Linked DNA regions of Sus scrofa: region 2 is linked to region 1. Evidence: chromatin contacts called from public Hi-C data. All regions are on one chromosome and are shown on one strand. The core of a region is the stretch at or near the end of the contact, and the rest is flanking DNA. Distances in the headings are between cores, read along the strand shown.

Evidence for each region. A called contact is a pair of places that touch in the nucleus more often than the background predicts.
Region 2: a Hi-C map of retroperitoneal adipose tissue shows a contact between it and region 1, with 2.0 times the contacts expected there. The contact joins two enhancer-like sites. A contact is called at or near these places in 1 of 5 promoter capture datasets (liver), 9 of 47 Hi-C or Micro-C datasets (alveolar macrophages, embryonic fibroblasts, fibroblasts and 3 more) and 1 of 2 datasets of contacts at active chromatin or transcription factors (skeletal muscle).

The regions. Positions count from the first base shown.
Region 1 is chr4:123,157,944-123,161,539 of Sscrofa11.1, reverse strand. It overlaps ARHGAP29 (rho GTPase-activating protein 29), which reads right to left. Exons shown (of 23, transcript XM_013997364.2): 23 at 3,265-3,596. Among named protein-coding and RNA genes, the nearest start is that of ABCA4, 43 kb to the left of the region's middle. Within about 2 kb of position 2,184, at least 3 of the 83 cell types and tissues checked have an H3K27ac peak or open chromatin away from gene starts, as enhancers often do. A contact at or near this core is called in retroperitoneal adipose tissue, where this site is marked.
Region 2 is chr4:123,258,444-123,262,332 of Sscrofa11.1, reverse strand. ABCA4 (retinal-specific ATP-binding cassette transporter) reads right to left here. Exons shown (of 51, transcript XM_021090184.1): 12 at 2,278-2,483; 13 at 1,480-1,656. Among named protein-coding and RNA genes, the nearest start is that of ABCA4, 58 kb to the right of the region's middle. Within about 2 kb of position 1,377, at least 12 of the 83 cell types and tissues checked have an H3K27ac peak or open chromatin away from gene starts, as enhancers often do. A contact at or near this core is called in retroperitoneal adipose tissue, where this site is marked.

The sequences.
Region 1 (3,596 bases), core at 935-3,434:
TCTCAAAGACCCTCCCGCAAAGTGCCTTTCACTTTCAGTGGAGAAATCGGACAGATGCTATCCTGACCAAGGGATCAAAGTCTCTGTCATCAGGAATAGGACTTCACCCGGTGTCCTTCCTGATCGGATACAGGGAAAAGCATAACACCTATCACTTCTGCGGGGTTTCTGTGGGGAAAAAAAAAAAAAGTCCTGAGTCTAAGACATGCTACAAAGTACTTGCCTGTACCCTCGAAAGGGTTAAGGTCTGGGGCTCCCTGGTTGCCTAGTGGTTAAGGACCCGGTGTTGTTACTGCTGTGGTGCAGGTTTGATCCCTGGTCTGGGAACTACTGCAGGCTCTGGGTGTGGCCCCTCAAAAAAGTCTAAGGCCATGAAAAAAAGACTTAAAACTGCTCTGGAAATTTCCATTGTGGCTCAGCAGGTTAAGAACCAGACATAGTGTCTGTAAGATTATGGGTTCAATCCCTGGCCTTGCTCAGGGGCTTAAGGATCTGGTGTTGCCAGTGAGCTGTGGCGTAGGTCACAGATGAAGCTTGGCTCCCATGTGGTTGTGGCGGAGGACTATGGCTGCAGCTCCACTGTGACCCCTAGCCCAGGAACTTCCATATGCCGCAGGTGCAGCCCTAAAAAGATAGAAAGCAAACAAACCAACCACCCCCAAACCCAAAACTTTTCCAGATTGAAGAAGAAAAGATAAAGGACAACTAAATGTACCATGTGATCCGGAGCTGGGATCTGGAGCAGAGGGACTTTATGGGGCAATCAGCAAACTCTGACTGTGGTCTGTGGACCAGACATCATCCGTCAACGTCAGTCTGACTCTGATGGTCATACTCCAGTTGCGCGGGAGTACTCTTGTTTAAGGGAGTATCACTAAAGGAGGGTTAAGGAGGCTTCATGTCTGCAACTTGCAAATGATTCAAAAATTATATTGGATGTGGTCACATTAAAGCTATAAGCTTTAATACCTGTAAAATTATGAATGAATATCTTTCCAAGTTGTGGCTTCCAACCCATGCCTAACACAGAGCACTGCATTTATTTACAGTCTCCTTAAATGCCTCCTGCTACCGTCTAAAGTTTTCTCCATGAAGATCTTGTGTATGTTTCGTTAGGCTTATTCTTAGGTACTTCAAATTTTTTCATGCTATTAAGAGATCTTTCTTTTTTTTTTTTTTGCCTTTTCTAGGGCTGCTTCCTGCGGCATATGGAGGTTCCCAGGCTAGGGGTCTAATCAGAGCTGTAGCCGCAGGCCTACACCACAGCCACAGCAAAAAGGGATCTGAGCCACGTCTATGACATGCAACACAGCTCACGCCAACACCAGATCCTTAACCCACTGAGCGAGGCCAGGGATGGAACCTACAACCTCATGGTTCCTAGTTGGATTCGTTAACCACTGCGCCACGACAGCAACTCCCAAGACATCTTTCTAAATCCATTCCTTTTCTATTAGTTGCTGCCATACACACATGAGTACAGCAGACTTTTGCGTACTGATTGTGAAGGCAGCAGCTTTGCTGAACTTTAGATGTTACTGAATGGTCCTCATATGTAATCATATCAACACAGAAACAATTTCCAGCCTCTAGGAAAGAAAAACTCAGAGATTTACATATGGTGACTATATTGTCAAGAATACACAATGGTTGCCACTTCAAAGATTTCTATAGTTGTACAAATACTGTGACATGATGTCAGTTGGGAACAGTGTGGCCATAGTACTATCTTTACAGTAAATCAGCTCAGGAAGTAGGTAGGATTCCATTTGCTTCTGAGATCTCTAGGCAACAAGTCCCTTATGGGCTATCTTCATCTCTGTATCAAAAGAAATACCTTGTCCAAGCGGCACTTAAAGTAATTTTAAATACTCATAAATTCTACTTAAGTCCTCAGCATGAAAAACAAGCCTATCCAGGGAAGGTATGATCAACCCTTCACAAACGGCTTCTTGGGAACTTGAACACCATGCTTTCCACACAACCTCCCGGTGCTCTGGCAGCTCGGAAAGGGCCCACCCCCCCGCTGCCCCTTCCCTTGGCCCACATTCCTTCCGTGTGACGTCAGACAACTTCCTGCTGAAGGATCGCTACTGCATTGCTGGGTAGCAAGGAACAAGGCACGTGTGGGCGCTCTGGCAACAACACCGCCTCGAGGGAGACGTAAGGGCCCAGGAAACCAGAGAGCATCTGCAGACGGAACAGCTTCCGCAGGACAAGACGCTAAGAGCCCTAAAGGCAGGAAGGAACCCAAAGTCGAACTCTTTCTCGTGAGGTTCAAAAGTGAGGGGATGGAGCTCCGGTTGTGGCTCAGTGGGTTAAGGATCTGGCACTGCCGTGGCTATGGCTCCGATTCAACTGCTGGCCCAGGAATGTCCATACACAGCAGGTGTAGCCATAAAAAGAAACAAAAAAAAAAGGGGGGGGGAGGGGAAACCGAGAGCCTACTTGATTGTATTCTTTGGCTTATCTCAACAGATGAAAGGAAAACTAAGAATGCTTTAAAAGTACATTTTCTAAGGTTCAGCATGAAATGGTGAGAACGTTTTGGACATGGATGGTGGTCACGGTTACAGGACAATGTGAATGTACTCAAGCCACTCAACTATACACTTAAAACTTGGTAAAATGGTAAATTCTGTTACACATATTTTGCCACAATTAAAAATTTTACAGGATGCATTTTCTATTGTTAAACACTACCTAATATTCCTTAGCGATTACACAGTCTTAAGAGTATGCTTACATCAGCCCTGCGGTTGAGACAGCCCTGCGGTTGAGACTTGATTCCAACCGTGACACCTGGGGAACCTAGAATACATTACTTAACTGAGCGTCAGCTTCTTTATCCATAACACGGGGATGATAAAGTACTGACCTACCAGCTGCAGACTGCTGTAAACCTGAAATAATTTACGTGGACCTCAGCAGAGTTCACGGCATGGAGAAAGGGCTCAATAAATGTTGGCTCTTATTTTTTTTTCAGGTTTTCATACTAATACAATTCTTTTATATTTTTACAATGAGGACTAAAAACAAGGCTCCAGTGCAAAAGGGTGGGTTGTTCTTTCTCCCGAGTCCTTCATGTCATGCAGAACCACGACAACTTCCCAGAAAACGCATTCCATGTTGGAGTCAAGGGTCACAGGAGTGACACGTGCTGACGGCTAAAGCCAAGAGTCAAGAAACCTTCACGTCTCACACCCTAAGAGGCAGCAATTTCAGAAAAGCCACAAGAACTTGAAATAACTTAACTGGTTAATATATATATGTATATATATTTTATCAAGTATAACATGGTCATATAAAAGCATTTGTTACAAATATAATTCACACATACAAAAAGAGGCTATTTTACTTTTTTTGTCCCTTTTATATCCTATTTTAGGCAAAATGATAAAGCCAAGAAAATAACAGAACTGCACTAGTTCTAAAAACTGGGAATTTTATAAATGAAATATAGCCAATCATCTACACCTTCTCTCAAATTTCAGACGACACTTATTGAACTATACTCTTAGAAATGACTTAAATAAATCTTTGCATGATTCAGATGAAACATACATTGTCAATGGTTATACATCCTGGTAGAAAAA
Region 2 (3,889 bases), core at 128-2,627, 100 kb before region 1:
TTGGAGGATTGAACCCGTTACACAGGAAGAGGCACAAGATAACTAGTCAGAGTGGCACTTCCAGGAGGCGACTGACTCATCAATAAATCGATGGTGATCCAGAGTCACTGACTCCACCAGTCGCACCCCAGTGGAGTACACCCAGGGGTCTTCATTCCAGCAAGCAGGGTGCATTGGATATTCTGGAATTACTGCACTGTGAACTTTGCGCATGTTTTCCAGGTGCTTGATGTGCTAATAAAGCCCTTTAGATTATTACCTATTGAAAACTGTTGCGTGTCACAGGAAGAGCCCAATTTCAGCGTGGGAGGGTTTCACTCAAGATGGCCCCAGGGGGAGAACCATCAATTATCCAACCTGCCCTTTGGGGACCTGCCACCAGGGGGCTCTCCCACACTGAACGCCCAGAATCCCTGCTGCGGCCTTATGGTCAACCCCACTTCCCCGCCAGTCACTCCTATTCTGATCTTAAAAGTGGAAAAGGGCTTTTGCCACTGCCTCCACTTCCCATCTCTGCCTACTGTCCAAACCCAAACTGACAGCAGAACAGCTCCCATTAGCTCCTTGGCCTGCTGTAGAGCAGAGGAAGGAATTTGGGAGGTTACACCCACACTGGGCTTTATTTTACCGCCTGACCAGCCGGCAATTCGATCCGTCCTTTCCCTGGGCTGTGCTCTCTCCTCCCTGAGTGACCCCCCGCCACACACACACACACACACACACACACACACACACACACACACTATGGTGAGCGTCCCAGTTTGTTCCTAGAAGTTGAATCCTTAAGGCCGTCGCAAACCTCTTGCTGCTAGCTGGGATGCAGAGTGCCCATCTGCCATGGACGTGAGCCCTCCCAGCCCCTCTCCCGCTCCGTCTCCTTCTACCACCCCTCAAATGCACGTTCAGAAAGCAGCAGGCTACTTGCTTGGCCTGCTACTGGCCAGCAAAGGCACAGGCCTAGGGTGGGAGTGGGCGGGGTGGGGGGGGCTGGGGGGGGGACCGCCCAGCTCATGCAGCACATGTCTCCACCTTCTCAGGAAGCAGACACCGTGGGAATGCCAGTTAGGGAAGGCGCAGCATTATTCCAAGCCTCCTAGGAGCCGGACCTACTTGTGATGCAGAGTCCTAATTGCCGATTTGGCAAATCCCTGGGCAAACACTCTGACCTGAACCCTTCCACATACCAAACCTGCTACGTAGTGGAAATTTTCAAAGCCTTTGTTCCCTCCCCCGACCTCACTTCCCCGGCCTTCATTTTCACCTTCCCTTTTCCACCCACCCCACCAACTCCTCTCTCCCATGTGGCCCTGCTTGGAGCCAGGGAGAGGCAGGCTCGTCCAGCAGAGCTCCGTTCTCCTCGGCTTGGCCCCAGGACCTGGGTTTTCCCCCAAAGAGACGGAGGCCTGGGGAGCAAGGCCACCCGCCCTGCCCCAGCAGCCTGGTTAGCTCGTTCTGGAGGGGTTGGGACCTCGGACTCACGCGTCATCCACGAAGCAGGGGTAAGGCATTTGCTGGAGATAGATGCCGACGGGCACCTCGGCCTGGGCCTGGCTCCTTGTGATCCCCTGTTCAACCATGTCCTGCAGGTAGGCAAACCCTCCCCAGATGTAACGGAAGTCTTCCACGGGGTCGGCTCTGGGGCCAGAATCCCAGTACCTAGGAGAGACCAGGAGACGTGAGGATGCTGACAGACATGGACAGCTCTCCTCAAGCTCAGGACTCCTCCTCGACGCCCCCCCACCCCCAACTTCAGTCCTCAACGCCCCCCTCCTTCTCCGCATGATCCAATCCTATTTCCTAGTTCATGGTCTACATCTGTTGCCAGGGTTAGCCACAGCGTGGCTTGTAATTGCTTTCATTCAAGGACTCTACCCTGAGCTTTACACATATATTATTTTCTCTTATCTAAGCTAATTTTACTGATTTATAGGCGGAGTCCTATCTCAATCCCCCACTCTGTCCCAAAAGTAGTTTCCAGTGACTGTGGGGAAACACCATTTGCAGAAGTTCCATGTTCATCACCAAATTGCACAAAGGCCATCCGGGGACACGTGCTGAGTTGAGGGGATCAAGACAGTGAGGCTGAGCCCTCCTGGTCCCACAGAAGAGCAGCCCCAACTGGCTGTCTTAGTTCTCTGATACCAAAGCGCTTCCAGGCCTTTCCGAGTAACCCTTCTGCCCCAGGAGGGGTGGGTGGCTCGAGCCCACAGGAGCCCCTTTCCTCCCCACACATTGTCGGGGATGCCCGGGGCCTTCTGCGACCTCCTGAGACATCACCTGTCTTTGATCTTGTTGGTTTTCTCCACCACATCTATGTCCATTCGGATCTTGTACCTCACGTGGGGTGGCAGGGAGCTGGTCCAAGGATACAGGTCAGGGAATACCACGCCAGCCCAGAACCTGTTTTCCTCCAGCAGAGACAGAGCTCGTTGGGTGAGCTGAAATTCATCATCGTAGCTTTCAAACTTATCCAGGATCAGGCACTGCGGAAAATCACAAACACTGAGAGAGGCTGAGGAGCACCCACTGCAAAGCAAGGTAGAGAATCGGGGCTGTGCTCCCGAGGATGGGTCAAAGGCAAGGAGGCCCTATAAACGTGATGTGTGCTTTACTCCAGAGTCTGGTGGCAAGTATTCGGTGTGTCTAGATTTGGGGTGAAAGGGGGCTTGGAAACGCTGACTCGCTCTCATCCCTGCAGATCTGGCGAGGCCCACGCTATCAGGCTGTCCGAGGCTGTGCAAACATGCACGTCGTCAAAACGACAAAAATACCCGCAGCTCTCGCTCCCCAGCATGGGGACTCAAGGGAGAGGGGTCACCTCGGATCCAGGCTGCTTTGAAGATCACAAAGCCTGCCAATAAAAGAGTTTTAAAGAGAGAGAAACGGCCCCAGCGGTGAACCTTCCTGCCTCTTCTCACACACACACACACACACACACGGATGGCCAGCTGAGGGAAGGACCAGGATGAAGGCGGAAAACAGCAGACAGCCAACAGGATCTCGCCAGAGAAATCATTGCCTACGACAAATTTATCACGGGTAACGAGGAAGGAGGAGGAATTTCTTAACATGTCTTTTTTCTCCTCATGGAAGAGAAAAAAAAATCATTATCAACAAGAGAGCACAACTCTGAATTTCATTTGATGTGAATATTGGGTTGCCGCCTGGCATGGTTTGTTCCAGGGTTACCCTGCGTCCCCCGGCTGGCATTTCCCTCAACCTCCTGCGGTGCCGGTGCTCCAGGGTGACTGCGTCCTGTTTCCTTCTTAGAGTGTAACTCACAAGAGTTCAGCTGGCTTTGTCTTGATGAATCTGTTCGGGGGGACTCAGAGCCTGCAGTGTGCCAGAGCCTGCTTGGCTCCAGGGATTTAAGGAGGAAAGATAAAAATCTCTTCCTGAAAGAAACTCCAGACCTAACGAGGAAGAGAGCGGGAGTAAACCAACCGTCAGAATGCAGAACGTTCAGGTTCTGGAGAAAGCCAGCCCAGGGTAGTCTGAGAGCCCAGCAGAGGGATCTGGCTAAGTCTACCTGGAGGGGTCCTGGAGGGCTGCGTGGAGGAAGAGACTCCTGAGTGGGACGAGGAAGAGCTGGAATTCGCCAAGGGAAGAAAGCAGGGGAAAGGTCAGCCCGGGCACAGGGAACAGCTCGCCAGGGTTTCTGGAGACCTGCGAGCAGAGAGCAGTTGGTCCCCTCCCTGGCTGTGCTTTAGAACCACCACGGAGTTTTAAAAAGACAACGGTACCCAAGCCCCACTGCAGATAACGAAATCAGAGTCTCAAGAAGCGGGGCCAAGGCACCAGCATCTTGCCAAAAGCACCCGGGTCCTTCCGGCCTGCAGGGAAGCACGTGGGTGAGCGGAGGGGAGAGATGAGAGAGGCCGACTGGGAA